3 separate regions of the Mus musculus genome follow, and all the other regions are linked to region 2. A link is a contact called in public HiChIP or PLAC-seq data. All regions are on one chromosome and are shown on one strand. The core of a region is the stretch at or near the end of the contact, and the rest is flanking DNA. Distances in the headings are between cores, read along the strand shown.

Region 1 (3,865 bases), core at 1,238-3,737, 430 kb before region 2:
ATGAAGACTATTTTATTAACACCATGAGTTAAGGACATGGCTAAGTTAGATACAGTGCTTCCGGAAGTCCGCAGACCTAAGTTCAGATTGCCATAGTCACATAAAAAGTCTTGCTCAGTGGGTACATACAGTACTAGAGATGGAGACAGGGGCAGCCCAGGGCTATGCTGGCTGGCCGGTCTAGCCAAAAGGTTAGCTCCAGATTCACTGAGAAACTGTCTCATAATAAAAGATGCAGAACCACAGAGGTAGACACCTAAGCTGCAACTCTGGCCTCACACATAAATGAACATGTAAACACGAAAATGATACACATACACTAAGACACAGACTGACAGACAGAAGTGCCAGGGGCTGCAAAAAAAGCTGAAGCCATTCCTGAAGATTAAGTGAAGGGTTTGCCCTGTGTGTCACACATCAAAACACACTAAAGGGACAGTAAGTAGCTTGGCTGGTTATCAGCAAGACACACAAATGACTCAAAAAAAAAAAAAAAAAAAAAAAAGAAGGCAGGAGCAGCAGGGCGGAAAAGCTAACCATTTGCAGGTGGTGCTGGACCATCACAGCCACCTGTAAAACTGAACTCAGCTTCACACTGAGAAACAGACAGACAGACAGACAGACACATGGAGACCACAGGCACCTCACCTCAAAAATGGAGTACTTCCTGAACAAGGCCATTCAGAAAGCTAAGCCATAGCTGGGAACTAGGACAGTGGTGAGCACCAATTAAAGAGTATTCCTCCAAAGCAACAAGTCAGGAAAAGAAAAGACAATCCGGGTCAAAATGGGTAACTCACACACAAAAAGAAAGCTAAGCAGCAGAACAAGCAAATAGTACAAAGTTCAACCAAACAATCCTACTAATATCTAAATACCTGACCTACTTGTTTTAGTGAGTATAATTCAATAAAACCATTTTGAAAGGCCACCTGGTATAATCCTACTGTCACCTCCAATGTTACTTCTAGAGTTCACATGAACATGTATTGTATCAGTCACAACAGAACAAACATGAAACAGAAAAACACAAACACACACACACACACACACAAAATGAATGAGAAAAACCAGCCACAACCTAATCGTCCATTTGCTGTCTGCTTGAAGAATGGAACCCCATAATTCGGAGTAAATCAAACTGTCTGCAACAACTTGGATGAATCTGTCCAGGTGTTTACCAACAGAAGACACACCCACACCACACGGAAAATGAATATAACGTGGAAACCTGTTGCCGTATTAAATTCAAATGAGGCAAACCCCAAATACTCGTGTGTGCTAGGAATGCACACACGATTGATAACCCTGCCAAAATAAAACCAAAAAAAAAAAAAAAAAGCCTCCTGCAGGAAAGAGGAATGGAGGTGCTTTGGAGGGACCAGCCTTGTTTTCATGTGTGGAGATAACAGGAGTCATTTAGCTAGCTCTCAGTATTTTTTAAACCGAATAAATATGCAGTTTTGTGTATATGGTATAGTGCAGCAATAAAAATTAATGATATAAAAATAATACAATAACTGGAAATGTTTAAAAACTAAGGTAACTCGGTGTTTTTAGCTGCTATCAGATGTAGTGGCCCAGACCTCCAGAGATTGAGACTGGAGGATACCAAGTATGAGATCAACCTGGGCTACACAGTGAAACTATACATATATTATTTGCGTATGTATTTGCAAAGCATAGTATAAGTTAGAGAGATGCAATGTGGAACAAGAGTACACTGAAAAGAAGCCACAGAATAGCCGGGCGTGGTGGCGCACGCCTTTAATCCCAGGAGGCAGAGGCAGGCGGATTTCTGAGTTCAAGGCCAGCCTGGTCTACAATGTGAGTTCCAGGACAGCCAGAGCTATACAGAGAAACCCTGTCTCAAAAAACAAAAACAAAACAAAACGCCACAGAATAGAGATGAACGCAAGCCGACTGATATTTGGTAAGGCAAAAGCAACAAAATTAAGGTCAGCAGTCACATGGAAAGTTGCACTAACAGCCCCGAACCAAGAGTAGCTTCGGAGCTGAAGCATCCAGCACTGCGGAAGGGGCGGGCCTGGCTGTTGTGGCCATGGCCCCACGACCCCCGAACGCGACAGCGCCCAGCGGCTGGAAGTACTAAGGTGTAGGGGCTAACGGCGCCAAAACGGAGCTGCGCGCGGCCGGCGGGAGAAGGGCAAGGTGCGGCGCCGGAGCCGGCGGGAGGCAGGAGCGGTGCTCCGGCCGGAGAGAGGCTGGCCCGCGTCCTCACCTCGTCCACGGTGCGGCGCGGGAGATGCAGCGTCCCGAGCAGTAGCTTGAGCTTCACGGCCGAGGAGAGGCGGTGGAAGCAGAGGCGGATGTTATCGATGACCGCGGCGGTGAGCAGGGACGCGATGCTGGGTGGCGCCCACAGCTCGTCCGTGGCGCCCAGCTTGTTGTGCAGCCACAGGCCGGTGTCACTCTCCCTCATGGAAGCCATCTTGGCGGCGGCAGCGCGCGTCGGCCGGCATCTTACGCGGACGCCTACGTGTCCCCGGCGAGGACCCCCAACATGGCGGCACCCGTTGGCGCGGGGCGGGGTCTCGAGTGCAACTGCAAATGGCCCCGCCTTCTGGAGGCTTCGAGCCGAGGCGCAAGAACAGGGAGTGGGCGGTGAGTCTCCGCGAAAAGAACTCTGGGTTTCCGTAACGCATGATGGCGGCACCTACTAGGGCGCCGGGCAATGCCGTAGCCATTTGAGTCGCATCCGTGTGTCGTCGAGATGTTCCGCTCAGAGTACCGCAGTGAGGCGCAACAGTTTGGTTTCCCGGTGTGCGGCTCATTGGAAGGAGTCCGGAGAGCGCGCTGGGCTCGTTCTCCACAGACAGTCTTGAATGGCCCTTGCCCGTCCTGCATACAGTGCTGCCTCAGGTCCGCATACAGGTCCGTTCCGTGTCGGGGATGTCACTAGGCCATTTCCCATGGTTATGTGGTCGCGATGGCTGTGGTTAATCATCAGGGCAATTGCAAAGTAGTTCAGAGTACGGTCTTTCAAAGGCTGATCCTCCACAGCTGCTGAGAAGCCTAAATTCACCCTGTAGTGTCTCTCTTTATCAGAACTTGACAGTGTAGTTCTGTCCATCCTTCGAACTCACTCTGTAGACCAAGCTGGCCTCAAATTCCGAGATCCACTTACCTCTGCCTCCCAAGTACTGGGATTAAAGCCCTAGGCCACTCACAAGGCAGTGTCAGCAAAAGTGGCAGTAGGGCACGACTCTGGTCACAGATATTTAGGAGATTGAAAAGGATCGGTTGGGCCGAGGAGGTAGAGGCCATCCTGTGCAAAATAGTGAAACGAATCTCTTAAAACACTAAGTATCCTGGGAGTGGTGGTTCATGTCTGTAATTCCTGGAATTTGAGCTCAGATAGGAGGGTTTGAGTCCATTTTGAGCCACAGAATGAAAATATATAACTAAATGTAAATTGTTTTCTCCTAATTGAAATATTTCATGAAGAGGGGAGAGCAGCTCTTAAGACTTAGCATGGTAATTAAATGTACAAGCCTGAGGAAACTTGGAAAGGCATAAGACTCACTAGGCCACTTCCCATGGTTATATTAACAACTATTGACAGAAGAGACTGTGGAATTGCCTGATTCAAGGGACTGGGAGCCTCAGGTATCCAGCATTTGGTGACAGCTGTAGTGGAGTGGTCTTTCCTGACACTTTAAGTTACTCAGACTTGCCTGGTGGTGGTGGCACACACCTTTAATCCCAGCACTTGGGATGAAGAGGTAGGTGGATTTCTGAGTTCGAGGCCAGCCGGGTCTACAGAGTGAATTCCAGGACATCCAGGGCTACACAGAGAAACCCTGTCTTGGAAAAAAAAAATGTTGCTCATCCTTGAAGTAGG
Region 2 (3,440 bases), core at 82-2,581:
ATTCACCTAGCAATTACTGGAGTGCTGCATGCCCAGCCCTGTGCCTGCAAGGGGTTGGGATTATGGTGGAGGCAAGCACTTCTATATCCTGTGCCCTCTAGGATACTAATGACACTTAAAAATTTCAACTCCATGCCAATGTGCCAAGAACAGAAGAAAGCAAAGTGGTTATGGAAGTAGGGAGGCATTCAACTGGACTCCTTAGATGAAATGGAGGGAAGGGGCGGTCCTGACACTGCCCACCTATGGAGTACTGAGGGAGATTTAGCCTGGCATCCTACTACACTTTAATATCAGAGCTATCCAAGACCTGTTTGGGTGAGGGACCTTCATTCTATTGGGAAGTTAGTCATTGAAACGGGGTTCATCACATTGGGCTGCTCAGGTTTGGGGTGAAAAATGGGTCAGAATTGCTGAATTGGGCCAGAATGACTAACTAGGAGGTAATAGGAGATGGTTCAGGAGCGCATGTCTGTATGTCGCAATGCTAATCTCAACAGATAGCACTTGGTTCCACTGATGGAATCAAAAATAGGTATGAACTGCGGGAAACCTTTGGTTTGGGTCCTTGTACCTATAGGCGATAAGCAGGGCGCCAAGGAACAAGGTTTCTAGGTAGTGGTCCAGACTTCTGTCCTGAACTAAAGTCCTCCTGGTATGTGGTGAATGGAAAGTGATGAATAGCATGGGCGATGGCCTGAGGAAGCGCTCCTTTAAGTATGGAGACTTTAAAGAGAAGCGAGGAAGGAGTGAGGCAGGCTCCTGCTTACTGCAGGCCTTGTCAGCGCAGATGCAGTGAATTACCAGTCGGCGGATGCCGGCCCTCTTTCCACTGGCCCTGGCATAGGCCAAGGTCACACAGCGACAGGTGAAAGGGGCACGCTCGAACCTGGACTGGGCCAAAGTCAGCAGGGCCCACTACGAGCAGGGCAAGAGCTTGGGTCTTTGGCAGGAGGCTGTACTAAAGGAACTGAGAGACCGCCAGAGTTGGAACTGCGAGACCCTCTTGGACCCCGCCCGCCTCCAGCTCCGTCCGTGCGCGGACTACAGATTCCACAGGGCCACGCGGCGCCGGACGTCACCCTAGGCACACCCTCTCCCCGCACGACTAACTGCGCGTGGCCCTACGGGAGTCGTGGTCCCGCCCCACACGCCCGGGCGGAGCCGCGGGCGGCTGGAACTACAGCTCCCGGCATGCCTCGCGCGTGGCGTCGGGGGCGGGGTCCCAGGCCAGGGGCGCGCCGCCCGGGAGGGCGGAGTGCGGGGGGCGGCCGCCCGCGCCCCTCCCCCTGCCGCTGCTTCCCCCCTCCCCCGACGTAAACTGGGATCCCTTTCCCCTTGTGTCCGCCATATTGGACTCTTAACTCTGGTCAGCGGCGGCACCGGGCCCGGTGGACTCGCGTCGCTCTCGCCAGCAGCTGCCCCTCAGATCCCGTCCGCCCCGCCCTCCCAGCCCGGGAGGAGACCCCGCGCCGCGCCCCCCGCCCGGCCGGCCGCAGCGCCCGCCGCCGCCTCCGCCTGCCCGCCGCTGCCGCCGCCGCCCGCGGCCCGGCGCCCGCCCGCGCCCCTTCCCCGCCCGCCGTCCTCCGTCCCTCACTCCCGCCATGAGCCCGGCCGACGCTAAGCGCGGAGCCAAGCGCCGGAAGAACAAGCGCGGCGGCGGCGGTGGCTCGGGTGGCGGCGGCTCGGGCGGCAAGGCCGGCTCGGCGGCGGCCCTGCGCGGCCCCCAGGCCCCGGGCCCCGGCGCGGCGGGCCTGCTGGGCGGCGCGGCGGCCCACGGGCCTCTGGGCGCGGGTGCGGGCGGTGCCGCCGGAGGCTACTTCGAGGTAAGCAGCAGGGGTCCGCGGGCGGGAGCGGCCGCCGCCCCCTCACGAGCGGCCGGGCGGGCGCGGCCGGCGGATAACGGGCCGGCGCCTGCCTAGCTGACAGCTCCTCCCGGGCGCGAGCGCGGCGGAGGGAGGGCGGCGCCGGCGGGACCCCCGAGGCACACCGACTGTGGCCTTGAAAAGTGCCCCCTAGAAGTTTCTGGGTACCGCCTGGCGCACCACGGGCGCGGCTGTCTTGCCCTCTGTGCCTGCTGCTGTAAGCTCTCGGGAGCCGCCGGGGTCTCTTTCCTCAGGAGTGTCAGCTGAGGATAGTCGCAAGGGTTGGGGTAACTATTTTTTCAGGTTTACTTACGCAGGCATGCTGTGGATGGACCGCTGTCTCTTTTATTCTGTTTCAGAAGATAGTGCTGGTACGTGGGATGCAGTTGGCATAATCGGTTCTATAGATTGGATTGGCCACCGAATGATTATGGGTTTCTCTCAAGTTGCGTTCTTGTAAGGTTGCTAAAACAAGTTATCTTCTTTTAAAAAGACATCCACAGTGAAGAAACCAAAGCTTTAAGGGGTATTTGTGTGCCAAGTCATGAGGCAGATTTTTTTTTTTTTTAATGAGATTCGGAATATTGTGTTGGCACAGTATGTATTGAGAGCAGTTGAGAAAATTGTTGGGGATGGGCATGGGTTTTGATGCTCATGTTGTTGCAAGAAAGTACAGTAATGGATAAATACTTAAGTTTTCCTTATTTGTTCCCGGTGTTCTCTGCAGTTTTGGTGCAACTTTGGGAGCTTTCTTCGCGGAGTATTGTTACATTTGTTTAGCATCTGGGGTTTGTCCTTGGGTTTGAGTTTCCAGAGTTTGGCCTTTTTCTTGACTCTGGACAGCTCTAGTTTAAAATGAGGTTGTGATTTTTCATTTTGGGACTTTGTGGGTCGCCTTTGCTTTTGCTGGAAGGGGAAGGTGGGAGGTTGGCCTGTTCGAAAGCTTTATAGAAAGGGTAATAGTGGTTGCTGGAGCTGGAAGTGAAGTACATCCATTTCTGTATGTACAGTGAAGACCAGCTGCTAACAAGGAGCCTTACTCCTCATACCTCGTGCTAGGTAGGATTGAGTAATTGCAACATAACATAGAATTACCTGAAATAACTTGCTTTTTGTAGCTCTTCAAACTCAGATTATGCATAATTTTGACAGAATTGTTTGTGTTGAACTATTATGCATCAAGAGTTTGGGCCATCACCCACCATTAAAAACAATCATACACAAAAAAGTTTCATAAAAGGATTCCCAGTCTTTTCTGGTCTTTGCTGTTCTACTTCATTTCCTTAATAAAATACTTGTTCACACATTTCTCTGTGCGTTATTGAATTTAGACATACATCATGTAAAAACATTGCTTTTATTGTATTTTAAAGTTAAGGTGTGTTTAGTTTAAACATCTTTTTGTGTTTTCCTCATATACAAAACAAGTCTTCATAGCAGTAGAACTAAAAATATCCTTGTAACCCCAGAGATCTTTTTTGTTTTGATTTGATTTGAGAATGGGTCTTTCTCTGTTTTGGCTGTCCTAGAACTCATTATGTAGAGCAGGCTGACCTGGAATTCAACAGAGGTCTG
Region 3 (3,712 bases), core at 593-3,092, 370 kb before region 2:
TCTTTCTTTCAAACTCAGAGGGAGTTGAGTCTGGACCTCCAGAAGTTCTGGCCTGGAAATATTATTGCAGAATTCCCATTTTGGTGGCACCTCTTCGCGGCTTTTGAGCCTGTTTCTCTTCTCTGTGCTTTGGGCTCTCCTGCTCTCTTAAAGGCTCCTGTCCTCCCCCAGTCCCCAGTGGTTTATAGCTTTCAGCATCGAGCCCAGGGCCATCTCCCAGGACTACCTTGGCTGTGGATATTCCCACTACCCACTCCTTTTTCTCTACATTTTCAGTATGGGGTTCTTCTTCCCCAAACAGACCCTGGGGCAGCCATGCCAGGCAAGGATAAGTCCTCTTTACCCAACATCCTTAAAGAACACACCGTGGTTGGAGGGCTGCCCTATTAAGGAAGCATTCCTAACCCATGAATGTTCAGGTGTAGGGTCCAGGGCACCCGTCCCCACTCTGTCTCTGAAATCTTGATAGACGTCTTTACCCCTGCCAGGCTGTAGGCAGGCACTTCTAGGCTCCTGGAAGGTGCATTCAGCTGCAGGATGTGAGGAAGCCAAGCTGGGTCTCCTGAGTCTTCCTACACACCCAGGCAGAGGAGTGTGTAAGCCATCGTGGGGAGCTCGGGAGAGGTAGAGTGGCTCTAGGCTGCTGCTTTATTAAAGAGGACCTTGATGCCACCCAGGAATGGCCTAAGGGAGAACGGCAGAGGGCGCCCCACGACAGGAAGGAGGAACAGGGCTAAACAGGGCCATGGATTGTCCTGCTGTCTGCGCAACTCCTAGGGTAGTATCTTTAAGTCTCCAAGACCCTGGGCTCCAGTCTTGGCCCCTTCACGCTTTCAGACGGTTCCGATGTGTTGGTTATAGCGCAGGCCACCATCATGGCCATGGGGGCGGGGGCGGGGTGGGCAAATGATTATAGGAGGACCGGGGCAATGGAAGGAATGGTTAGGCAGACCAGGGAATGGGTGCTCTGCAGAACTGAGGGGGATTCTGGTCGCGCTGATGTGAGTCTTGCAAATCCCCTAGGCCCGGAGGTGCAGAAAGACGAAGGAGCAACTCTGGTCAGGGGTGTGGAGAGATACCCTATAGGCACCGGACCATTTTGTTGCTTCTAAGGCTTACAGGCTTCAGTGACCCGCAAACCTAGGGTCCTGAGTCAGAACTTCTTGGCTCCACCAGATGGGTCCTCAATGCTCAGCCTCACTTTCCTCGGGGCCCTTCTGCCTGACTGTCCTCAGCCCTTACAGGCCGGCACTGGTCCTGCAGACCACCCAGCCAACCTCGGGACTCAGGAGAAGTCAATGTGGCTAGTCGGTGCCCCGGCCTGTTCAGATACTATCAGTGAGTTCCTTTGAAATATTGAGAGATTTAGCATCAGTGTCCAGGAAGGTCGCCTCTGGGACCCAGATAAGTCCCACTCCCCCGCCCCCGTGTCTCGAAAACAGTGAGGAAAATCCTCTCTAGCCTGACCCTCTCCTTCTCAGTCCCCTTGTGCTGACAACCCTGGCTGTTTGATTACCCTACTCCCAGGTTCCATTTGCGAGACAGGCCCCTTCAGTCTCTAGGTGACCTTAGCCGTTCTGCTGGCTCCAACAATGGTGCGGCATAACGCAGACTGAGGGTCCTCCGGCCCGGAGAGGGTCTCCGCGAGCACGAGGATGATTCGGCTTTGGGGGTGCCCATTCCCGTGACCTAGGAAAGTGGATATGCCACTACGCATTCCCCACTCCATGCGCGCCCTGTCTGCTGCGTCTGCACGTCTTGCTCCGGGGGACTGTGAGACCGCGGCTCTGAAGCGAGCCCCCGCTGCACCTGCACCAAGGCCACGGGGCGCATGCGCGGACCGCGGAAGGCGGGGGCCGAGCCGGGAGGGGTCCTGCAATTCCGCAGGTCCGCTGCCGGGAACGGTCGGGTGTCAGATTGGAGTGGGGTGGGGTTCGGCTGTCAGGCAGCGCGTGCATCAAACCACATTTCAGCCGCGTCCTCACTCTCTCAGTCCGTTCGGCCCCGGCCGCGGGCTCGGAGGGCGCCTGCCAAAGGAACACGGGGCCCCTCACGAGGACTTCGGCCGGGCGCCGCGTACAGACAAAGGGGTGGGAGATGGAGACACTTCCGTGATTACTGCCAGCGGCCGCGGAAGAAGAGGACGCTTTGCTGCAGGAACGCAGGTCCGAGCGCAGCGGCAGCTTTGCGGGAGCTCAGGGGCGGGGTAGGAGGCGTCCATCACTCTCCGACCTCCTGGCGAGCCTCAAGCCCCTTACGCAGCGCCTCTCTGAGCACCCTGTCCCTGCTGTCGTTCACTGAGGACCACTTCCTCGCACGCTCTCCGTTCGGCCCCTCCGTGCTCCCGCGGTCCGCCAGCCACGCAGCCCAAGTGTGCCATCGGGCGGGCGCAGAGGCGGCGTCTGCTCCCACCCCCGAGATCACATGGTGACCCTCGGCAGCCAATGCAGTGGACGCTAGGACCCTGCGGGACCCCGGGCGCCGCGACTGCACCGGCGCCGCTGCATTATAAATACTTCTCCAAAATGCGGCGCAGCTCCCTGCGCGCGCCCCGGCCGCCCGCCGCCTCCGCCCTGCGCCCCTGAGCCGCTGCCGCCGCCGCTGCCGCCGCGGGTCCGAGGGCGCCGCGCCCTTGCCCTGGGCTCGGGCTCTGCCCGCTGCCGCCGGCTCGCGTCCTCGCGCTGCGCCGCCCGGCCGGGTGCATGCATTGTGGGCCTCCCGACATGGTCTGCGAGACGAAGATCGTGGCTACGGAGGACCATGAGGCACTGCCGGGGGCCAAGAAGGACGCGCTGCTCGTCGCCGCCGGAGCCATGTGGCCCCCGCTGCCCGCCGCGCCCGGGCCGGCCGCCGCACCCCCACCCGCGGCAGGTCCCCAGCCCCACGGAGGCACCGGGGGCGCGGGGCCGCCGGAGGGGCGCGGCGTGTGCATCCGCGAGTTCCGCGCAGCCGAGCAGGAGGCGGCGCGCCGCATCTTCTACGACGGCATCTTGGAGCGCATCCCCAACACGGCTTTCCGCGGCCTGCGGCAGCACCCGCGCACCCAACTGCTCTACGCCCTGCTGGCCGGTCAGTGCGCCGCGGGGGGCGGGGGGCCGGCGGGGCTGCGGCAGTCCCGCACCGGCCCGGCTCCAGCGGGTCCAGCGGACCCCTCCGGGGACCGTCGCGCTTGACTCTCTTTGCCTTCCTTCTGGGTTCCCATCTCGGAGCCCCGGTGCCGCGTCGGTACGCTGGACCGGTTGGGAGGAGACCCGCTTGCACCAGCGGCGCAGCGCTCCGGGCTTTCGGCCAAGGCTCCTGGGCCGGGCGTGGGAACCAGCGCGGGCTGAGTGCAGGGCGCTGCGGACTGGGAAACACAGGGTTGGCAACTCAGTCCGCGGCGCCCGTTCTTTCCGTCGCGGGGCATCCCGGGTGGGGGCGGCGTGACAGGGCAGGTAGCGCTGCAGCTGCGGCCCGGCGCGACAACTATATATATAATCTTTGGGCGGGGGAGGCCGCCTGAGGCTCAAGTGCTAATTTATGACGGGAAGACAGCCAGCTCCGCGGGGAGCCAGGGAGACTGTTCGCCAGAGCCAGGGATACAGGGAGGATACCCTCTGCTGTCTGAAGCACACCCCCTCCCATTCCATGCCATCCCATTCTGCAGATGAGGAGCTTGAGGCGACTCACCCAAGGTCATTCGGAGGAGACAACTTTTGCTCTTGTGCGTTTT

Evidence for each region. HiChIP or PLAC-seq counts read pairs in DNA pulled down with a chosen protein or histone mark.
Region 1: a FOXA1 HiChIP or PLAC-seq map of pancreatic cancer cells shows a contact between it and region 2. The contact joins the promoter of Nelfa here to the promoter of Fam193a in region 2. A contact is called at or near these places in 1 of 39 promoter capture datasets (pre-B cells) and 2 of 115 datasets of contacts at active chromatin or transcription factors (astrocytes and pancreatic cancer cells).
Region 3: a contact with region 2 is called in an H3K4me3 HiChIP or PLAC-seq map of forebrain, with 7 times the contacts expected there. The contact joins the promoter of Nat8l here to the promoter of Fam193a in region 2. A contact is called at or near these places in 1 of 39 promoter capture datasets (hippocampal neurons), 2 of 484 Hi-C or Micro-C datasets (both in embryonic stem cells), 4 of 115 datasets of contacts at active chromatin or transcription factors (astrocytes, forebrain, pancreatic cancer cells and 1 more) and 1 of 9 other capture datasets (liver).

Annotation. Positions count from the first base shown.
Region 1 is chr5:33,933,784-33,937,648 of GRCm38.p6, forward strand. It overlaps Nelfa (negative elongation factor complex member A, Whsc2), which reads right to left and starts at 2,488. Exons shown (of 11, transcript NM_011914.3): 1 at 2,243-2,488. The coding sequence starts at 2,452.
Region 2 is chr5:34,368,602-34,372,041 of GRCm38.p6, forward strand. It overlaps Fam193a (family with sequence homology 193, member A), which reads left to right and starts at 1,332. Exons shown (of 21, transcript NM_001243123.1): 1 at 1,332-1,826. The coding sequence starts at 1,605.
Region 3 is chr5:33,994,142-33,997,853 of GRCm38.p6, forward strand. Nat8l (N-acetyltransferase 8-like) reads left to right here and starts at 1,843. Exons shown (of 3, transcript NM_001001985.3): 1 at 1,843-3,069. The coding sequence starts at 2,703.